2 separate regions of the Anser cygnoides genome follow, and region 1 is linked to region 2. The links are chromatin contacts, called in public Hi-C maps. All regions are on one chromosome and are shown on one strand. Each heading gives the region's core, a stretch centred on a gene start, on an enhancer-like site or on the middle of the called end of the contact. The rest is flanking DNA. Distances are from core to core; before and after follow the strand shown.

Region 1 (6,301 bases), core at 2,125-4,624, 640 kb before region 2:
TCGCCTCTGTTTCATACTATGTATGTACTTCATTTGTGAATTACAGAACGGTTACCGCAAGGTCAACAGATGATCTGGGTTGACACACTATACACATAGACCTCAAAGTTGTACTTAGTGCTTTTAATTCCTTTGCTTCTGTTTGCTGAAAGATAGGAAGATACTTGGAGGAAAAAAGTCTCTTAAGTTGTTTTTTGTTTGTTTGTTTCTCCTTTTTTTTTGCACATACTGCTTACAGCCAGAACACTTGTTAAATACAGGTGACAATGTCACAGTACAGTGCCACACACCAAGTGTCATAATCCGCACTGTTGCTGCTGAAGACATCTCCTCCTCTGTCACTCAGGCAGAACTTACTGTTGATTCAGACATTCAGCCAGCTGACCTGACAGATCCTCCTGACACCCTAGAAACAAACAGCTTCCCAGACGACATCCATCAGCCCAAGCTCAGCGATGAAGAGCAGTCAGCCTACAGTGAAGGCGATGCCTCAAAATTCAGCAGCAGGGATCGGAGTGAGCTGATGGATGGAGTTATGGTAAGAACTGAAGAGGAGATTTCAGGTGCCAGCCTGAAACCAGAAGAGGATTCTCACTCTGATTTACCCAGCACCTATGTCACTGAGGTAAGGGACTGCATGATACCTGACCCTTTTCCCTCTCTCTGTATGGAGAATGATTTCATTGCATCTTTGACCTTTATGTTAAGCTGTTCATATGAATGTCAGTGATTTAATGCATATTGTAGTTCCAAGAGCATTTTTTTCAGATCCTCTGCCTTTGAGCTTTGCTAATATGTTATGGATGTGAAACAGGTAGGATTTAATTTGGAACTCAAGCTCAGATTTGATTTCGTCTTGGGCACCAAATCCCTCCCTAGCTGTGGAGCTGCTTCTCTACTCAGGGTACTTTTGAGTGATGGCTGTGGAAAGTGGTGGTATTGGTAGCACAGAGCAGCTGTCTTTTGATGCTGTTACCTTCAACCAGGCTGTTAATTGTGTGATGCAAGTACTGTACAGGTAGATAGTCTGCTGAGCAGTGGAGGTGAGATAGAATATGCAACTGTTGCTCTGCGAATCTAATAATGTATTTCTAGGTTCACCACAGTTTCCACTTTGAGGGCTTCTATTAAACAGTGTACTCCCAGTTAAGTGTCTGTTAAATGGGACTGGAAGCATTTAAGTCATCTATCTTCCTGGCCTCAATTTTATTCAGCTTCAGCACCTCAGATGCAGAAACAAACTTATCCAAATGATTTTGTGCATTTGGAGTGTTTATACTAAATTCCTCCATCTTTCATTTGCTGAAACCATCATAATGAATAAGGCAAAGAAAACAGAGATAATAAAATGAACATAACTCTACTTAGTGGGTAGAAAATGCCTTTCTTTAGAAGTGTGATTAGGTTAGACTGGGGAAAGAGATGAATTAGATTTGAATACTACCTCCTGTTCTCCAAAAACAGTGTGCTTTACTGTTGCTGTAATTCTGCTTTATATCCATGTTGAAAAATCCGTTGTTAATATGTCTGGACTTTGTTAGACTTTGTCTTTGCAAAAGTAAACAGACACTGTGTATCCATTATACTCTTACTAAGAGGAGGATCACTGTATGCCTCCACAGTCTGCTACTACACAAGTGTTTGGCTCCTGAATACATCCAAAGCTGGGGATTTTCTTTTTTATCTCATAGTTGAAATGGTTGTGATAAAAATTCTCAGCAGTTGAGGCAGCCCATCAGCTTTCTGCTCTCAGTTTAAAAATGCAGCTTCTCAAGTTGGAATTGGTAAATTTCTGCAAAAAGCATAGTTCCTAGTTGAATTTCGTAGGAATCATTTATGGCTAGCAGGGTGTCAAGAAGTACTAATCTTCATATACAGAAGAGTAAACTGAGTTTGTAATTCTAATTCACATTCAAGTTTGATGTGTGTGCTTAAATTCCAGGAAACAGAGACTGTTAGTGAGTTTCTAAATGAAAAGTTACTCTAGAAAGACGTGCCTAAACATTGCTTTCTCTAAGCCAGTGTTATTTTTATGCACTTGCAAGTATTATATTGTCAGTGTGGGTATGGGTGGTGGGAAGTAAGCAGCTGTGCTGCAGGGTTTTGTTATTTCTGACTGGGAGGGGTGCCCATTTGTCACAATGGCGTGTTCAGTTTTTTCACACCTCCTTTTCTCAGTTCTAAGCCATGCTGCTTATTGTGGGCAGGTTCAGCTGTGTTCTCTGCACAAAGCTGCTGTTGCAGGTCAGGCATACTGTGCCTTGCATGAACGGGTACACGTTTGGAGTGAGTTTAAATCGCTAAGCTGCAGCACAGGTAGTCAGCTCCTCTTCAGCTGCACCAGGGAAAGGGTTTTCTGCAAGCTGCCTTTGCAAAAACATTGTGGAAACTATGTAGGGAAACAAGTTTTCCTAAAACTAACTGAAACTTCAAGATTTTCTTGAACGGAGTGGGGGTGTTACCTCTCTCAAACATTTCTTGCCCACTCTGAAAAGAGGGATAAATCCCTGTACCTTCACACCGATAGCTACATTTGCTATCATTCTGCATCAGTAATTCCTGAAGCTTGAACGAACCTTACACATGTTAAACACAAGATCCAAATATCTGTGGTTATTCTGGCAGTGTTAACCAGGATGTCTTTTCACTGCGTGTGCAGAACCAGGAGCCCACCTGAGTGTGCTGTGGCACTGAGTAAGCCAGGTTTATTACTTCCTTTTCAGTGCTAGCACTACAAGAGCCAGGGAATAGGCAGCAGCTGTGGGATTTAGAAGAGGGCAGGGATATTGACAACTTGTGCCTGGAAGGAATCGGTATGTTGCTAATTTTTTGATGTAATGAGGTTTGTCCAAGAAAATTTGGAGCCACCCTACTGCCAGCAAGTTACAGGACGAGGCACAGCAATTAAAATTGGTCTTCTGAGCTGTAAAAACGTGTCACAGAAGCAGGAGTTGTGAAACTAAGTTATTAAGTTCAGGTAAAATTATCACATTTGTGGAGCTGGGAAACTGTAAAGGTATTGCTTCAGTCTCAGAACATCTAGGCAGCAGGTAGTGGAAAAGATTATTCCTGTTTATAGACAGAATATTTGACTTACAGAGGAACATTTTATCACCACCATGCAATCTCTCATTTCCTCTCCCCATGTCCTGTACTGTTCACAGGGTGGAATTCCTCTTACCTCATTTTAGGTGCCCACTCTAGGATGAAATGTATCTTATGTGAAGTAATTAGCTCAGATGTTGACATTTCAATCTAATGAGATAAAATTCATCCAGGCAGTCTACTTATTATGAAGTATTGCTGGCCAAAGCAGGTTTTTCTGTTCTTGCTACCAAAAATGCACTCTCATGTCCTGTCCTTCCGTGTCGTGCAGGACCTGGGTTCTCCAACGATAGAAGAACAAGTTGACCAGCCTACGATAGATGATGAAACTGTGCTAATTGTTCCTTCCTCCCATGGTTTTATCCAGACATCAGATGATATAGACAGTGAATCGGTGTTGCCCCTAACAACTCTAACAGGTATGTATATTTGATGCTGGAGCTAGCGTTTGCCAAATCAGTATAGCACTTTTGAGTTCTTTTAAACAATGATCCTTGCTTTCTCTTGAATTATTTTCCAAATTATTGCTGTGAATCTTTAACCACGTTGATTACCCCACTTACTTCAGTAGAAGTTGAAGAAAATCTCAACCTCGTGGGAAAAGCCGAACAGCAGCTGCTTCATGACTTAACTGAGCTGTTCCCATTGCCCTTGAGCCTTGAATTAGTACACACAGGCTAATGAGTAACTCTGTTTAGTGCGTGTTTCTTCATACCTGTGCTGGAATGAAATTGGTTTCTCATTTGGGAGAAAAACAGAGGCATCAGAAACGCAGTTAACCACTCGATAAGCTCTCATGGTGAGGGGCTGGGCGCTTTGGGGTGTTTGCACAGCACTCACCTGGAGGGGCTTGCTAGCTTTGCCACGCTTCCCCATGCCAAGAGTCATCTTAGGCTTGGAAGCAGCATAGATGCGTTCTCCCAGTGCTGCATCTAACAAATCCTCCTTTCTGGAGGAAGGATATACTTGCAGAGCCATCTGAGGATCAGCCTTGGGCCTGATACAGTAATACCTGGGGAATCCAAACATGAGTCACACTGGTTGCATCCAGGTTAGTCGTGGCTCCCCTTGAAAACTGAACTTGAAAACTGACTAGTTTAATGGAGTAACATTCCTTAAAATTGTTTCAAAGCTCAGACTGCATTTTGTCTCGTGTGTTTTATATATCATGTTATAATGGACCAGTAAATAATGAGTTCTAATGTACGGCATCTCCTGACAGATCCTATCCTACAGCATCACGGAGATGGGTCACACATCATTGGCTCATCACTGGGCAGTCCTGACTCGGAAGATTCAAAGGATGTTGAAGATTTAGTGAGCTGTCACTGAGAGAAGCAGCAGTCGCGTCCATTTTGTATCGACCACGTTCGCGTTGTGAAATCAGTTGCAACCCTGTGCCACGTTTCCAAAGAAAGCAGTCAGTCCATGTCTTTAAACAGAACCTTACAGTTTGAGATGACTACAGTGCACTTTTCCTGCTCAGGCTATTTTACCTCATTTGTGAAGGGTTACAGAGCAGCCAACCGAAGCCTGATGTGCGACGTTTCAGCCAGGGTGTTTCAGTGTTTGAAAGAAGCCCTGTTGGATTGCTCATTGCTAGGATCCACGTGGTCAGTTCTGAGTTGACTTTTTACTAGTGTGCTCAACTGCACACCCTGAAAACTGGACAGAAGTCAAGGATTGTGGACCGTAGCCTCTTAGTGCTGCAGCAAGAACTAGTTTGCACACGTTTCATGAAGAATGGGTGAGAATTTCTGCACTTAACTGACTTTTGTAATACATGGAGCAAGACTGTTACATTTCAGGAAGAAATGTATTCCATCAAAGACTTCAGGGAGCGTGGGCAGCAGCATAAAGCGATGGTCTGCGTTCCCATCTCATCTGCTTTATCAGTACATCTACGGCACAGGACTCGAGACAGATGCTTACTGGGTTGGCCTGGTCTGCTTGTTCCTGAGCAGTCCGTTGCTGGCAACGGATAGAGCTCAGAAAGATCACTTTTGGAAAATCTGATTTATTTTTTTTTCCCCTTCATCACTACAGTAAGCTGAATAAAAAGGGAAGGCCTGTAGGGAAAGGGAAGCTGCTGGAACCCACCAGCTTGTCCCTAAACTCTTTTTTGAAGGTGGTTGTGAGCAGGCTGGAACGTTTGTCTCTCGCTGTTTACATGACACTACCAGCCACCTCTCTGGAGGTGATTTATGCAGCAAGTTACAGGATGGGGGGTGGTGAGGAGGAGGCAAAGTCTTGGAGAAAGCTCTGTGAGAATTTGGGCACAGGGCCTGGAGGCAGAGGAAGCCGATTACTTCCTACATTCAAGGACTGAAACAGACACTAGGCTGAGCAGCAGCCTGTTAGCTAGGGATTGAAAGAAAAAGCTATAGAAATTAAAGACTCGTGTATAAATTATTTTATTTATTTCTGTAATTAGCTCTTCATAATCAAGAGTTGGTCTTTTTCAGTCTGTGGTTTTGTTAATGTGAAAAACAAGTTGTAGTTTCAAATGGTTGCCTAGGGAACAGAAATAATTGTATATTCAGTTTAAACAAAATAAAGAGTATTTGTCTTATGTAACTGTAAGATGCCATTTATTTATACTGCTACAGATCCTTGCAATGCTGCAGTTTATTTGTACAGTAATAAAAAATGCAGGTTTTTTTTCCAAAATGAAAAAGCTTGTGCCATTCTGAAACGTCAGTACAACTGGAATGTTCATTAAGTGCAACAGTAGCTCTTCAGAAAAAAGCAGAATGTCACATCTTATGGCAATAATTCTCCCCGACAAGAGGGGACATTACATATACATTTACATGAAAATCATGTACTGATTGATCCTTGCACAACCCATTTCTTTCCTCTCAGGCTGATCGTCTTCACTTCAACGGCTCAGGTAGAGCTGAGAGCTGAGCTGAAAGCAGTCCGGTCCAGTAGTGTCGGTGCTGGGCATTCCCACTGTCCATCATTTACCCACTTCATGGAAGTACAGGTTGGCACATACACATAGCATGGCGATAGAAAATAATATATAGTAAATCAGGTTCCTGAATTTAGGTTCCAGGTCTCCTTGTCGATACCAGTAGATCTAGAAGAAAGAATGAGTTTGTATTACTTAAAAATGCCAGATATTTCTTCTTAGGAAACTTTCTATAGTAACTGAACTGGCAATTTCTAAAGTTGGATTTATTATTTTTTT
Region 2 (6,650 bases), core at 71-2,570:
GCAGCTCTCCGAGCAGCCGGGATGAATAGAGACCACCCGGACTTGGCCGCGGATCAAGCCCTGTAAATCTGCGATTCGGGGCGGATGCTTGAAGGGCTGTCAGCCGCTGACAGTCTTATGTATGTTACCCATGGCTGGGCCCCAGCAAAACCCAGCTGTTTCACAAAGGTGACGTTTCCAAAGGCCACAATTGCTGCGTTTTGGGCTAAGTACGGCCAGTCTGTCTGTCTGTCACTAATGGGAGAAGCACCCGGTGGATTCACACACCAGGATGGCGCTGATTCAAACGGCTCTGCTGGTTCACACCAGCAAAGCCAGGGGCTTGAGGTCACCAGGGCCTCAGACGGGGTCTTCCCCAGCACGGGAAGCCACCGAGGAATTGGGTTTGGGAAGGGTTTGTGTCCCACATGGTGCTGCAGAGGGAATGCCACCACCAGGGAGACAGGGCAGGAGCAGGAGCTGGACCTAACTGCCCCAACCCCACAGCAGGGAAGCATTTGTTCTGCAGCCAGCGGCCCCTGAAAAGGTCCAAGTTTTCAGTGCTGCCTTGCTAGTGAGGCCAGATTTGTGTGTAGAAGGGGAGAGGGAGCGTTTTGTCCTCGTGATTTACCATCCTGAACGTTCTCCTGGTCCCTGCAGGTCAGTAGACATCAGCCCGACCAGACTGCACAGCCTAGCTCAGCACTTTAGACACCGGAGCTCCAGTTTGGAGTCACAAGGCAAGCTCCTCGGCTCGGAAAACGAGACAGGGAGCCCCGATTTCTACACCCCAAGGACTCGTAGCAGTAACGGCTCCGACCCCATGGACGACTGCTCGTCCTGCACCAGCCACTCCAGCTCCGAGCACTACTACCCTGCTCAGATGAACCCCAACTACTCCACCCTGGCAGAGGACTCCCCGTCGAAGGCCAGAGAGCGCCAGAGGCAAAGGCACAAATCGGCGGGCAACCTGGTCTCTTCCAATTCGGGGAGCATGCCCAACCTGGCCGCGAGGAATGGCACGGGGCACCACCGGGTCTACCTGCACAGCCAGAGCCAACCCTCTTCCCAGTACAGGATCAAGGAGTACCCCCTGTACATCGAGGGCAGCTCCACCCCCGTGGTGGTGCGCAGCCTGGAGAACGACCAGGAGGGACACTACAGCGTGAAAGCACAATTCAAAACCTCCAACTCCTACACGGCGGGGGGGATGTTCAAGGAGAACTGGCACGGGGACGAAGCGGACTCCGTGCGGCTCACCCCGTCCCGCTCCCAAATCATAAGGACTCCGTCTCTGGGCAGGGAGGGCCACGAGAAGGGCTCGGGTAGGACTGCCGTGTCGGACGAGCTGCGGCTCTGGTACCAGCGCTCCACGGCCTCCCACAAGGAGCACAGCCGCCTCTCGCACACGAGCTCCACGTCCTCGGACAGCAGCTCCCAGTACAGCACGTCTTCGCAAAGCACCTTTGTGGCGCACAGCAGGGTCACGAGAATGCCTCAGATGTGTAAAGCAACGTCAGGTGAGAGCCCCTCGTGGGCAAGGCCGGCGGGTGGCGTGAGAAACAAGGCGTGGGGAAGGGTAAAAGTTAGGTGGGGAGCATCCCAGGCCCTCTGCCCGCCACAAAAACGTTTGCCTGATGGCATCGCTGTGCTCTGCTGCTGTTTTGCTTTCCCGTGAGACTCCAGTAGCTGTGCCGATAGCGTCCTGAAATTCAGAGCGCTCAGTTTGTGCGGTAATTTACCCCTCTGTCACACACAGAGCTCTGCACCTCTCTGCGCTGTTAATATTAAACAGCGGGACAGTCCGAGTCGGGGACTTGCAGACACCACTGGGTGTTATGAAACAGGCCAAGGTTAAATATTTGCCGGCCATCGGTCACTGGCGCACAATCCCGTTTGGGTAGACCAAGGACGTGCCAAAAACTTGAACCCAGCCCGGTGGGGATGGGAGAGCTGGTTGATCGGAGTCTGTGCCGTGCCTGTCCCTTCCTTGCCCCGTGCCTGACACCGCTGCCCAAGCCTCAGCTGCCCCTTGGAGCAGACCAGGGCATCGGTCCCGTGTGCTGGCACTTGGCCTCCTGACTCCTGAGCTTTGCACCTGCTTCGTGGTGACCACCGCACCGCCCCGATAGGTTTTTGTGCTTGCCCCAGACTCCAGAATGCCGGAGAAGGTTTAATGCCACGCTCCTCACGCCACCAGCAGCTGCTGGAACCACCACCCTGTGTCTCAGCGTGAAAAGCTGTCTCCCTTCCCTTTGATTAATTGGCACTTCTGTTCCAGCCAGCAGCAGAAAAGACGTGCACGCCGCAGAGCTTTGCTTGGCTTAGCTGTGGGAGCCGTACCGGTTCGGTCAGGGAATCCAGAAAGGATCGTGGGAGGGTCCGGGGGGACAAGACAAATAAAATTCCCCCACCCAGCTGGGTCTTCAAACCTAAACGTGGTGCCTGGGCAGCACGGGGGCAGGTGAGCTCAGGAACCGCGGCTTGCTGTGACCGGTCGCCAGTACAGGCAGGTTGTGCATCCCAAATCGGTTCCCTGCTAAAACTAGGGGAGGATGCTGCCCTCGGGGGCTGCCGGCTGCGGGGAGCAGAGGAAAATTTGTTTAAAAGCGCCCTTTGGCAGCAGCTAAGAAAATGAACAGCACAGGAGGGGGGTGCCAGGCAGAAACATCCATCGTTCGGCTGGTCAGCTCCAGGGGGGTGAGGTCTGCTGGACTTCGCGCTGTCCTTTCAAAGAGGATTATGCTTCCAGATTTGGAGGGCGAGCACTGCATGGACTTGAGAAGATTGGCCAGGTGGATTTCCTTGCTAGACCCTCGCTGAGCAAACTCCCTGAGAACAACTGTTAGCTTTTTAGTCCAGCCTGCTTCTAGCTTACTAAAGTCAGCTCAGCCTTCCTCTGGTCCCCTAGTGGCAGGGGCGGCAAAGCCACGTATTACTTTATCACGAAGGCCCTGTGGGACGCAATTTTAGGTTTGGGACTCTTCATAGCTGCCTTCCTCCTTCGCACATCCAGCCAGGTACTCGTCCAGGCTCCCACCGGCAGGGCAGGGCTCGGGAGGGTGCAGCTTGCAGTCAGGCCCTGTGAAGCAGCATGCCTGCCGCGCTGCAGGTGGATCCGGCCCGTGACACACACACACCGCAGCAGCTCCGGGCGGGCTGCTCCCCTGCCGCACTTCGCTGGCTGGGTTCTGACTCCCGGGCCGCGTTTACTCCCAGCTGGACGTGTTCCCGCTGCTCTGAAGCGCTCTGACCCTCGCACCCTCACCTCACCGCTTCTTTTTTCTCCACCCTGTGGTTGTTTTCCAGCTGCCTTACCTCACAGCCAGAGGAGTTCGACACCATCGAGCGAGCTAGCAGCCACGCCACCGGGCAGTCCCCACCACATCCTTGCGTGGCAGACTGGGTGAGTGTCCGGGGGGCTGGCTTTGGGGACTCACCTCCTTCACTGCAGGAAGCCCCAAATCCTGTGAGCCTCAGGAAAAAACCTCCCCAAACGCAAGCAAAGGGAGAGCACGGACACACTTTTTCCTACGCCCGGTGGTCCACCCATGCTCTCCTTCCGACCAAGACCTTTGCTCTAAAGGCACGGCGAGGCGCCTGCCCTGTTTGCGCATGCAGCAACCACGTTTTTCTGCTAGGTTCTCCCCAGCAGCGTGACTTAATGACGATTAAGTTCATCTTTTTTTTTTCTGCCACCACTAACGTAATGCGCGGCACCAAAGCATGAGTGAGTCACTGCATGCGGGTAGCCATTCCTCACGTAAATTTGGGAACTGGGTTCTTTGGCTCCTCCGTGCGAGGCGAGGAGTTCGAGGAGCAAACAACAAGCCTTTTGCGAGCTCCCGTGGGTATTCTCTAGCAATCTCCTGCGATTCTGTCCTGTCACATGAAATACAGATCATTTCCAGATCCTGTCTAACTCAGCATGTCCCCGATTTTTTGCAACTCAGTTGAGTTTGGTGAGATCCAAGAGAAAGTTTCAGGCTAAAATCCTCAAAATACTACAGGCCCTGGCACAGGAAAACAGGTAGGATCCCCTGAGTTGTGGCTGGGGACCAACAGAGTTAACTCCGCAAACATTTCACTGCGCAGCCACTGAAGAAAACCTCACCTGTTTAATTTCTTTGGCCACCTGCGGCCAAGTTTGCCCTCTGGTCTTATTCCAGCACTGCCCGTGACTGCACTTTTAAAATGGAGATGAGGAGAGCTGTAACCACAAACCCTTCAGGCCTTCTTTGAATTTTAAATTCACACAGCCGACATCCAGCCTCACGTGGTCTCTGCGTTTGCTCCCAGCTTCAGAAGCAGAGAATTTTCTAGGTCCCATTTCACAAAAAGTCAAGGGAGCACAAGATCAGCAAAATGGCAGCTACCTTGACTGTACACCGAAATTTCCCCTGCTAAGGGTTTGAATCTAGACTCAGTCTCTGTCTCCATCCCAATCCTAATTCTTCTGAATATCTCCATGGCAAATGATCAGGAGTGAAACTGGCTAGCAGCCAGCTGAGAAATCTGTTTCGAAAATCCCAACTTTTCTCATTTTCCCCTTCAGGAGAACTCCTGCTCCCCATCTCTCCCAGCAGAACACCATCGAGCCAGTCTTAGCTGGTGAACGTGAAGTTACCAGGATTTATAGCTTAGGCTCTGCACCAACAACCGGTGCAGAAAGAATTGGAGACAAATTAGTGCTTGTTTCACGCCGGAGCATAACTCCCAAAACATATGGATAAATATGGCAGGAGCAGATACAGCTTGCCATGAGAAGCACAACGCAACCTCCCCCCCCCACAGGAACAGGTTGTTCCCTCCCAGCACCAATTAAAAGATTTACAGTTCTCCCTGACATGTTTTTGTGTCACTAACTCTTTTTTCTGAAGATGATTCACCAGCTTGTTTCCCCGCTGGATTAATAAGCTCGTAACAATGTCTGTGTCACTTCTTTTCTTTAACATTTCCTCTCTCCTCTTTCCTCCTTTTTTTCGCTCTCCTTTGTTCAGAGAAGCAACAGACAACTCACCCACTATGGATGAGTCTCAGTCTCCAACCCACCAAAGTACTGATGAATAGAGGTATAGTAAGGGAATGTTTTGTTCTTTCATCCCTCTGCCTTGCAGCCCGTGTTCCACCAGTACAATGCAAATAACCGGCCCCCCGCTGCCCCCGAGAAGCGGCTTTTTTAATTGTGTGCCTGTTTGTTTGGCAACAAAGCTTCCTTCAGCTCTCGGAAGAACAACTTGAAAGCGTCTCGGAGCCCTGCCTGCGCCTCTTCAGCAAGTTTGTGGCCGTTGTGCTTTCCCTGGTGAAAGAGGGCTTCTTCCTTTCCCCCGACGGGCCGCGGGCCAGCAGCGGGGGCTGAACAGGCACAGGCAGCAGGCAACGGGGACAAATTCACGGCCGGGGACGTTTCAGAGCGGCGTGGGGAGGCTCTGGGAGCAGCGTGGGGGGGAGACGAGCACGGGTGACCAGGACGGAGCTGCCAGCAGCGCTCCAGCCTGGCACCGGCTGCCCTTTTCTCCTCTGTCCCTGCCGCAGAGGAGAGCTGCGAGGGGAAAGGCTGTCAGCAGCAGGGAGGCTTCACGGAGCGAGGAGGAACCCTGGCCCGGTTCCTGTGGGAAGACAGAGGGGGAAGGGTGGAGGGAACAAAAACCCCTCAGAGTTATTCTGTTTTAATTAAACTGCAGTCACTGCAGTCTGACGCTCTCATTTGAATCTGCAACCATTCACAGCTGGCATCTGCCGAGCGTTTCGAGGCCGGCTTTCTAGAGATAACCCGTAGACCTCCGGCACAGAGCCGGGAAACAAAAGGCTCTTTAGCAGGCAGCACGGACTGCCCTTGCTCAGGTTCCTCCCAGCCGTCAGTCCCAGGGAAACCAGGTGGAAACCAGGACAGAGAGGCAGGACCTGCCGGACTGCATCGCCGCGAGATCAGTCCTGCGGGGTGGGGAGAGAGCAGAGGAGGAAGGGAGAAGCCCACGGGAAGCAGAAAATGCATCTCCCACGCCTAGCCCCAAACCAATCTCTTAATTCAGAAGTTGCCTCAAATCAAGCCATGAGAGAGAGAGAGAGAGAGATATCGATTCTGGGTATTATGCAATTACAGCAATCGCTTTTCAGAATCTCGACAAGATTTTGACCTCTGGGTTTTCTCCTGGCAGGGAGCTCCGCAGCCTAAGCCGGGAGCTGACCTTGATCCGAGTCTTAAGATAAAGAGCGCAGTCCCCTGAAGCCTCTCACTGGCTCTGTGCGAGCAACCAAAAACCCACGCGGCAAACAGAACCGTAGCTTGTCAAGAGAGGTGCCGCGAGAGGAGGACTGGGCTACCTGTGGGCAAAACGTGGGCCTTCCCACAGCACGCCTCTCCCTCGCCACCTGGTTTTGCTGTTCCTGCCCCGTAACTGCGGGGCTGCCGGGCGACGCGGAGCCTCCACCCCAAACACGGGCTCTGGGGGCCTGCAGAGCGCTGCGGGGCTCCCCCCCCGCCCGCAGCCCAATGCTTTCTGCCCACGGTTGAGCTTCCCGGGAGCCCTTGCTGTCCTAACTGCGTTTCCTTTCTCCCGCAGGAGCTACAATGATAGCTGTTTCCTGGATTCTCCCCTCTATCCAGAATTAGCAGACGTCCAGTGGTATGGACAGGAAAAAGCCAAGCCTGGGACTCTAGTGTGAACCCC

What was found. Hi-C and Micro-C count contacts between places; a contact is called where the count stands out from the background.
Region 1: a contact with region 2 is called in a Hi-C map of liver, with 1.9 times the contacts expected there. The contact joins two enhancer-like sites. A contact is called at or near these places in 2 of 7 Hi-C or Micro-C datasets (both in liver).

Annotation. Positions count from the first base shown.
Region 1 is chr1:7,985,659-7,991,959 of Taihu_goose_T2T_genome, reverse strand. It overlaps DMTF1 (cyclin D binding myb like transcription factor 1), which reads left to right. Exons shown (of 18, transcript XM_048062559.2): 16 at 239-625; 17 at 3,377-3,524; 18 at 4,328-5,677. The coding sequence ends at 4,437. It overlaps TMEM243 (transmembrane protein 243), which reads right to left. Exons shown (of 4, transcript XM_066980698.1): 4 at 5,504-6,190. The coding sequence ends at 6,068. Among named protein-coding and RNA genes, the nearest start is that of TMEM243, 10 kb to the right of the region's middle. Within about 2 kb of position 3,374, at least 2 of the 3 cell types and tissues checked have open chromatin away from gene starts, as enhancers often do. A contact at or near this core is called in liver, where this site is marked.
Region 2 is chr1:7,345,796-7,352,445 of Taihu_goose_T2T_genome, reverse strand. It overlaps FRMD4A (FERM domain containing 4A), which reads left to right. Exons shown (of 23, transcript XM_048062551.2): 21 at 640-1,499; 22 at 3,289-3,385; 23 at 6,543-6,650. The coding sequence ends at 6,645. Among named protein-coding and RNA genes, the nearest start is that of PRPF18, 27 kb to the right of the region's middle. Within about 2 kb of position 1,320, at least 2 of the 3 cell types and tissues checked have open chromatin away from gene starts, as enhancers often do. A contact at or near this core is called in liver, where this site is marked.